Regions from separate parts of the Gasterosteus aculeatus genome. Here all the other regions are linked to region 1. Evidence: chromatin contacts called from public Hi-C data. All regions are on one chromosome and are shown on one strand. Each heading gives the region's core, a stretch centred on a gene start, on an enhancer-like site or on the middle of the called end of the contact. The rest is flanking DNA. Distances are from core to core; before and after follow the strand shown. Region 1 holds the start of znf503 (zinc finger protein 503). Region 2 overlaps kcnma1a (potassium large conductance calcium-activated channel, subfamily M, alpha member 1a). Region 3 overlaps lrmda (leucine rich melanocyte differentiation associated).

Evidence for each region. Hi-C and Micro-C count contacts between places; a contact is called where the count stands out from the background.
Region 2: a Hi-C map of skeletal muscle shows a contact between it and region 1, with 4 times the contacts expected there. The contact joins the enhancer-like site here to the promoter of znf503 in region 1. A contact is called at or near these places in 3 of 6 Hi-C or Micro-C datasets (skeletal muscle and whole body).
Region 3: a contact with region 1 is called in a Hi-C map of whole body, with 3 times the contacts expected there. The contact joins the enhancer-like site here to the promoter of znf503 in region 1. A contact is called at or near these places in 2 of 6 Hi-C or Micro-C datasets (skeletal muscle and whole body).

Annotation. Positions count from the first base shown.
Region 1 is chr6:13,143,983-13,146,919 of fGasAcu3.hap1.1, reverse strand. It overlaps znf503 (zinc finger protein 503), which reads right to left and starts at 1,474. Exons shown (of 2, transcript XM_040179201.2): 1 at 1-1,474. The coding sequence starts at 88. It overlaps LOC120820934 (a long non-coding RNA gene), which reads left to right and starts at 565. Exons shown (of 3, transcript XR_013467922.1): 1 at 565-656; 2 at 1,886-2,241; 3 at 2,345-2,723.
Region 2 is chr6:12,932,371-12,935,307 of fGasAcu3.hap1.1, reverse strand. The region is part of intron 18 of kcnma1a (potassium large conductance calcium-activated channel, subfamily M, alpha member 1a); the gene reads right to left. Among protein-coding and RNA genes, the nearest start is that of kcnma1a, 84 kb to the right of the region's middle. Within about 2 kb of position 1,402, at least 1 of the 9 cell types and tissues checked has open chromatin away from gene starts, as enhancers often do.
Region 3 is chr6:12,991,122-12,994,058 of fGasAcu3.hap1.1, reverse strand. The region is part of intron 5 of lrmda (leucine rich melanocyte differentiation associated); the gene reads left to right. Among protein-coding and RNA genes, the nearest start is that of kcnma1a, 140 kb to the right of the region's middle. Within about 2 kb of position 1,533, at least 6 of the 9 cell types and tissues checked have open chromatin away from gene starts, as enhancers often do.

The sequences.
Region 1 (2,937 bases), core at 225-2,724:
AGCTGCTATTCCGAGAACTGCCGCTCTCCCAGACTGCTGCGCGAATGCCACTATTCTTCAGGATAGACGCCGAGGGGGACGTGATCATGTCCCAATTGTCAGGAAATGAAACGGCGATGTTTTTCTTGGATTCATTAAGAAAACCAAAACGCACATTCAGACTCCCCCTCTCTCCCTCTCTTTCTCTCTCTCTCTCTCTTTCTCTGGGTTGGTCAGGTGAACAGAAAAGGAAAGAATGGTGAAACTGTTCGATAACGAGTAATCCGGGTAAAAGGGGCGAAGGCGCGGCAGCTGGATGGAGACCGTGCGAGTTTATCGCGGATCCGTGGCTGTGTCCTGCACCATGAGCGTCGCGCCTTGAGTGCGTCTGTCTCTCGCAGGTCCTCGCTCCCTACTCCCTCAAGTGCGAACTAGTAGAAAATGTTCACTTTTCAAAAGCAGCTGAATTAGTCCGAGATTAAAGCCGTTGCCGCCTTCCAATCAAATGGGACCCCGAGGTGATTGGAGGGTCAAGGGGATGTGACGTTCTCCTCTTTGTAAGCGCCTGTGTTTCGACAGCTCGGGGGAGGAGATGAGGTTTTATATACTGTGGTTCGCGTGAACGCTCGCGCGGATTCTTTCTTTGTTTAGACGCGGGGCGACCGGGACACAGAAAAGTGAGTAAGTAACAGAATAGATGGTCAACCCATCTGGACAACGAAGGCCACGTTTACAGAGGTGTTTTTGCTGCGTCTAGTTCGTGTCTGTATCATCAATAACACATTCGTTTTCATAAATACAAAATCTACGCTTAGAGAACCGACTTGTTACTGCTTCATTGGCAGTCATTGTTAAAGCTAACTCGGGTTTAGGCTTACAGGTGAAATACACATCATCATCACCAGAATACTACGTTATAATAATAATAATAATACGTTAACAAGTATGTTATTTGTGATTCTCTGACGGTCTGTAGCCCGAGAGACGCGCTACGTTTGCGCCACCGCGTCCGGACCGGGGACTTCATCCTGGACCTGCAAACATAAAACCAACCGCTTCAGCTTGAATTCCCTAAACAGACAAGCGTTGACAGGAATAGACCAATGTAGTGATGGAGGGATGTGACTGTCACATGTTTTCAGTATAATATACACCGCCCTTCTATTTCTATCTCCACCCCTCCGTCAAGTGTCAATTCTGCTCCACCGCAATCAATCAGTTATTTGTCAGACGCTGTCAATCCACCGCTTGATTTATGTCAGCTATTGTGGCTGATTACATGCCACTGTGACTGCGGGGGGGAAGAACAAATGGGTAGAGACAATTCGGCAAGAAGACACCAAGTTTCCAGGGGAAATAAATCGATCCTCGAGTTAACATTTCATTTTTAGACGCATCGCCAATCGCCGACCTCCCCCCCCCCAAAGTCCAAAAGCAGAGGATTAAACTAGGTTTCCATTCTTCTCTGCCCCCCCACAAAAGTCTATAACTTTTTAGTTCATCATCAAACAACCCCGGAGGTGGCACACATGGTGACATGTTAACTCTCAGTGCAGCTCACTGTGTGCAGCTGGCAGGGCTTTAAGGTGTTAAAATGCCTTTTTTTTTGCTGTAATCGGCGTTAACAGAAAACGGGGAAACACAGTTAAACCGAAAAGCGTCCGAAACAAATGAAAAAAAAAGAAACCCGTCAAAAAAGAACAGATCACGTTATTAAATAAAATATAGTTGGAATGAATAAATTAATATCCATTATTTATGCTATATCAACTTTAGCCCTTTCAGACAGGTTTGCACAAACAATCTGCGAGAAGAAAACATTGATTTGAAAATTGATAATGTGTAAAACATCACGGAACAGAACCCTGTCCATTTTGGCTAAACACATCTGCTATTGTGTTTTTAGAACCTGTCATCTGCCTCGGGCACACTGTCATCTGCAACAAGAACAACAAAGACAGGGAACAAAAAAGAAGAAGAAGAAGAAGAAAATCCAGACATTTTATATTGATGTCAGCTCGATTTTATTTACATACAATGAAAATGATTTATTTTTCTCAAAGAGAAGCGGACAGGGGAGAAAGAAAAGGGGAGAAATGGTCTGTCAGGCCGCTGAGAAAAGAAGTTTAAAATGCCTTGAACTATTCACCGCTGAGATGCCTAATCAGTACTGAGGCTCCGGGGCAATCGGGCAGCTTTTCAATGCGGGTTTCCTTTCATCTCAATCGGGATGGAGGCGCTCAATTAAAAGCCTATCAGTTTGTAAGTAAATCAACGCCTATCAAAGTTGTCACATCAAACAAAACGATTATTACTGCAACCCGCCTTTGCCATTAATCTCTTTCTGTGATAATCTGCTTGACAGGTCAACTTGGAGAGCATGAAAACCTGGAGTGGACAGTCGAAGGGGCTAAATTATATTTCCTGGTGGAAAACAGACCAAACAAAACAAAAACAGCCGTGATGGTTAAAATTTATTTGAGTTCATAATCTGCCATGAATACAATGTAGAATGAAAGTTGTGGTAAATAAATCAAATACAGCAAATTATGTTTTTCCATAAGATAAAAATAACAATCTTTGGCAAAAAATGTAGAAATTAAACTGGCAAAAAATATTTTAGGTAAAAGTTGAAAAAAGCTTGGTTTCAGTTTACAGGCCTGCCTATAGTCTGCATGGGTGAGCACTACGTTGCAAACTATGGACTGATCAATAAAAACAAGGAATAAATGATTAAATAAGTCAATGTTGAGATACTGCGTCATATAAATGAACCGCATTTATTTTAATGTGAGTTTAGAAGAGGGGGAACAACGTGTAAAGGAGTTGAGCTCTATTCCCTCAAATGTTTCCATTGTTTTTGTCCTACATGAGGGGGAGGGACGTTTCACAATATGCAAAGATGTGTGATTGATAACAGGCTTGCTGTTTTCTGCAAGGACTGTCAGTCCGTGACAC
Region 2 (2,937 bases), core at 153-2,652, 210 kb after region 1:
TTTTTTGTGTTTTTTTTAAACAAAACAATCGGAACCTCACCCCATCATTCCAGTTCCAACTAAAGCGCACAAAATTGCATTTGCGGTCTAACTCCATGCCAAAAGAACACTTAGCTGTCAACACACATCACTGAGGACAGGGCGCCAACGCGGCATAAATGATCGCACTGTGTGGATCAAAAAGGAGCTAATAAATAAACATCATCCTCCAGAAGGAGGTCAGGACTAGTCATAAAAGTTTCAATTAAAAATGTATTATTTATGTAAGATTAATAGTCCATTTTTTATTTGTGATGCTTTGGTTTTGAGCCGTCGCAGGACACTGATTCATAGCCACACTTTTTCTTCAGATTTCTTTTGATCAGATTCAAGTTCAGCTTCCTGTCAACTATACTTGGATGGGTTGAGGAATGCGGGTGTAGGGGGGGGGGGTAACAATTTTAAAAACTTCGCTTGAGTCCCAGTCAGACAGAGAGGACGAGAAAGAGCAGCCAGATTGAGGCCAGGCCCGGCCGTCTGAAGATTTCAGGCAAGCTAACAGTGGTCTGATCTTCACTTTCTGTCTGTGAGTTTCAAGAGCCTTCAGACAGGCACCCAGATACTCTTATCCACTCTGCACTCTCCCCGACGCAAATGCCAAGTGCCCCGTCACTTCAAACCCGTGTTACTCCTTTGGTGAGAAATCAATAACACAGCATGATATTAGTGCAAATCAATGTGCCCGCTGAAAAGCCGGGACTATTCTAAGCATGCGGAAATTCATTATTGTCTGAGCTCCCGTCCGATGCTGTCACTTAATTCTGCTAATAAAAGATAAGAAATATGACCTTGCCTTCTAATAAAATGTCACTGTCTGACATTTCCCTTACGCAATTGGGCTTTTAGAATAGCTAATTTCACAACGACTACACAATTTTCTCTTTAATGCGCTTTTAAAATACCAAATCAAATATATGCATTCCTCGCCATAATCCTGGTTTGAACTTAATTTGTTAACAGTAAAAGTTCATAAAAATGAAACGTTTTCGAGCTACGCTTTTACATTTAAGAAACATTTTCTATTCGAGTTTGATTTCCTCAGAGCTCGCCACTAAAACTACATTTATATTACGGATACACATAAGTAGCTCTTTTATGACAATTCTAAACTCAACTGTTTTTCTAGCACTCCTCACTTTGCAATACCCCCCAATTTGTGCAAAGCAGTAGCTCCAGCCGAGTGAACCGCCATGCAGCAAACAAAGCCAGGAAAAAAAGCAGCGGCACAGGCAAGGGTTACTGACTGATGCATCCCGCTGAGGGAATGGGGTGGGGGGGGGCAACCTACAGTGCCTACTGTGACTGAGCAGCGTGGCATTACTGGGGTGGTAGCGGTATTTCACCGGCAGGCTGCGGGCCCGGTTCAGCCGACCCTCTGCCTTGGATCTGGTGACCACGTCTCCTGGACCTGAGATACTGAGGCGCAGTTGTGAGGGGTGAGACCCAGACGCCGGCCCCGTGGGGGGAAGACTTCCTTTACGGTTATTAACAAGGGGGATGTTGAGCTTGCCCGGGTTGAACAGGGGGTCCTGGTCGGGGGGCAAGTTGTCGGGAAGGAGGAATGCATTTGTGGTGGTGGAGGAGGAGGAGTTGCAGCCGGTGGTTTTAACTGATCGGTTTTGAAAAGACGGTCTAACTTCAGCCATTACTGTCAAACAATGGAGAATAAAAGCGTGAGAAGTGTATTAATACTGGTGAATTAGTTGGTGATTAAATTCTAGAAAATTGTGTTATTTAATTTGTGACTATTGGTTTAGAATTATATTATTGTTTTATCAGATTTCAGGAAAAATTTAAAACGAAATCCATTTTTTTACTGGAGGATGTTAATTGGTTAATTGGTAAATAGGAAAGAGACTCATCAAGTTCAAATAAATATGAAAAAGAGTAATAATTAATTCAAATAATGTATGAAAACAAACATTTGTTTCTGTGAAAAATCTTCAGTGAAATTTCTGTGAAAAGTTCAGTTCTGAAAAAAAAAACTTTTGCGATGAAAAATGGAATCATTGTTAAAACCTCATCCTTTCTTATCTACTTGGCACATGCTCTGACTAAAATGTTCACAGTGACATTCACTTTGCATTTGAGACGAACATGAATTAGTAAGAAGTCTCTGTTTTACTACTATGTTATACTTTCTGGTAGAACTAAATAGAGACACAGCTAAAGCCAGTCAAATTCAATCCGATATTGTGTCTTTTTCAAGCATGTTGAGCACTTTCAACAAACATAAGACCAGAACTAATAATTTAGAAAATTCATAATTCAAAAACGTATCATAGAACATTTACGAAGGACTCATTTTGTATTGTGTATTAAAAATGTAGCCCTATATTCTTAAGCATGGTGATTTTACCTTTAACAGTATGTCCATGTGACAACCTGCTATATTTAATACGAGAACAAATCACGCTCAACCAAACACGCACAAAATCTGAGTGGGGCTGCAGAGTCAACTCGTATGTTTGCATGTCTTGAAGCGCTTGTAAAGTTGAATGAAGAGGAGCCCTTGTTCGTCTCCCTTTTGGTGGAAGAGTGGTGGGTCGGTTGTTTGGAGGCGAGAGCATGCTTGGGTGGCCCCCGGGCGATAAACAGACGTTTATCCCAGCCGTCAGCTGCCTCCTTGATTTACGGGGCGCCACCGATAGCTCCTGGATTCATCTGGCCCTTGTCAAACACGTGCAGCGTTAGAGAGCGCTCACCCGCCCTGGCAGGTCCACTGTGCATCCTGAACAACGCAGACGGCAACTGTCCCTTCCTGAAATGCTAATCACATGACGGCACTGTCCTGCATGCGAGCCTTATCAGGTTGTCGTGACCCAACGTAAACTGGATGGTGAGGCAGAGGAATAACAAATACAAATGTTTACTTTCATATGTGAGCCAAGCCGGCTT
Region 3 (2,937 bases), core at 284-2,783, 150 kb after region 1:
CACGATCAGAAAGCAGCACCAGTTTACAGAGACAAGATGTTAAAAAAGTTCCATGCACCGACACAAAAGAAATATTTTGATACAGACCAAAAGAGAAAACATATCAAAAGACATTTTTATACATGTCTTTTGCACGCACAAAAAAAAGCAGAAATGGTGTCAAGAGAAAACAAAACAGAAGGCTTGTTTCTTCCAACAATTGCTTTAAGCTACAAAAATCTCCTTGAGTCCCTAGCCTCCCCTCAATGTCAGCCCCTCTTCCCTCCCCTCCCTCCCTCCCCCCCTCTCTCTCTCACTCCTCTTGGTTTCTCTCTCTTCTTCTCCCCTTCTCCCTCTCCAGGCAGGACAGGGCCCTCTTTGCACCCTGATAGGTTGCGGGCTGATGCTTAGCAACAACATTCCTGTGCCCTAAGTAGCATTAAGCCTCTGGCTGAACTCTTTGATGTGGCTGTCAGGCCACATTTATTTCCTTTTAGCACTTTGTCTACTTGTCCAGATGTATAAGGAGATAAAAAAAAAAAAAACTAAAAAAAAAAAAAAAGGGCTGGTGTTTACACTGGTCTCCCTCTGTAGCGCGGCTGTAATTAGATTGTATTGCTGGTCGGTCCTAAAGAGGGAGGTGAGGTGAGGCGAGTCGGGAACCACCTGTGTCGGGATGAGCTGGTCGCGGCGCGACCTCGGAGCTGGGGGGGGGAAGGGAAAGCGGCGCGTTACACGCTACACTGCGGCAGCCAAGGATGCCATAAGTAATTCTAGGGAGAATGTGTTTCAGCCGGTTGTGTACCATCGTGGTGTTCTGTAACATCACGGCAGATCAAGATTTGGAATCGAACAGCACAGCCGGCACAAACTTTGTAAACTCAGTCGCAGTTGCATCTGAAAAACACCTCATTGTGCGTCAACCTTCCCCGACTCACTTTTTGGTGTCTCGTGTCATCAGGAACCCCGCCGAGGAGGTGGTTAGGAGCTCTGTGTGGCCCCTCTTTGTGTTTTGCTTTTCTTGGATATTCCCCTCCCTCCCTCCCCCGTCTCCCTCTTCCTCTCTCGTGGTGATTTGTTGGAAGTAATAATCACTATTGCCTCTGGGTTTATCGCCATTTATTCGCATAACAACACAGAAAGGGAGACGACAGACAGCATCGGTGTGATGTATTATCCAGCACGGGAATCATCTTTCATAATGACATCCAACAGAGATTCCTGTCCCCGCCGCCGCCGCCCTTTTCTCTTTAACACACACGTACACACACTTCCTACATTTCTCTCTCCTTATTTCCGCTCCCCCCCGTCCAGCCTTTATTATCTCAGAATCCATGGTGCTCCCCGGCCTGCAAATTTGTGGCGCATTATGATAAGCTGTGGCGATAACTCACATTGCACAGAGACAATAATGATGTGAACACTCAGCATATGCCCCGGGCCCGGCAAATTAAAACAATGCTCAGCTTGATGAGCAGACTAATCTGGACAGCAGAGAGGCAGCGAGAGACAAGGAGAGAGGGAAAAAAAGGGCTCCGGGAGCATCTTAAATACACGACACAGCAGCACCTCCCTCTGTTCAGTGTAGGTAGAACTTAAGGAAACCAGAGGGGGAGAAAGATAGAGAACGACAGGGTAACAGGAAAGGGGGGATAAGGAGACTAAGAGCGTAGATGCAGCTCTGGTTTAGAGCTCAGAACTACATGTGAATCATAATTATGTTAATTTTGTATTTTTACACAGTAAAAACAGTGTAATACTTTTCATTTATTATAAAAAAAAATGTGAACAACATCACATTGGTTTGCAAAGACTAGTTTTATAGTCCATCTATGAAGTCCCTTTGGATGTTAACTGTATAATGTATTGATACTTTCTCCGACATCAATTCATCGATTCCCTTTAAAGCGAGTACAAGAAAAAAAAATCCTCCTCCACTGTTGCACGTGCTTTGTCATCACAACCATTGGTGCTTCTCTTCCTCTGGACAGGCTGTTGACAAAAATGAAAGACTGCAGATGTGGAGGCGGAGGGAGGACGTCTGAGAGGAGAAAAGGGAGGATCGGGACATGAGGAAACTGGCTGATAATTGTTATCACTGTTGGTCTGGATAGGACAGGAAGTGACAGCCACAGATGTTGAATGGACTGGCTGTTCGATCAGCAGGCGAAATACCGGCGAGGTGAAATGGGGGTGTCATGGACAGCACGGGCACCGGCTGGGTGGTCATATCCAAAACAAGCGACTGAAGCCCCATAGGACCAAAAGCAACCGTAGGCTTTGTTCGGCATCCAGCTAACCCCAGCAGAACTCCTTGCCCCCCCCCCCTCTAACATAGTCGGTGGGTGGTGCTGTTAATAACGTGGCAACTAGAAAGATTAATTATGAGCAAACAGGAGGATTAGAAGGGGCGTTTGGGGGGCCAAGCAGGACAGAAGAGGCCCGGGCTTGTGATCTTTCAAGCAGGCCAGGAAATGAGGCGGGCAGAGGAGCACGGAGGTGCATCGAATAGAGGGGGCTACAAAAGTCTTAACGGCTGATCGGTTCCGTTAGCTCATATTTATCGTAGACAGCTGTGCATTTTGCAACTTCAGGGGAAAAAAAGAGGTTTATTTGTAGTGGTATTTCAATATAATTTTTGTTGGTGCTGCCTTAAAAAAACACATGCATTTTTTTCAGAAATGGTGTGCGGGTTTTTTACTGAGCGTATGTTCTTGTTTAATTCTTGCCTTACGCACTCCATATGAGAACAGTGTACAGCAGGGAGTGACCTGCGATATTTCTAAAGGGGTTTCAGCCTCTCCGGAGGCAGCAGGTCGGCCGTCAAAACAATATTTCTATCTCCAGCTGTTTCTTTCAAAAGCACAGCCTGCCTGCCTCGTGTAAGGTCTCAGAATAAGCTCATTTTGCCATTCTTCTCTTTGGTGTAATGTGACACACGTGCCGGCCGGCTCTAAT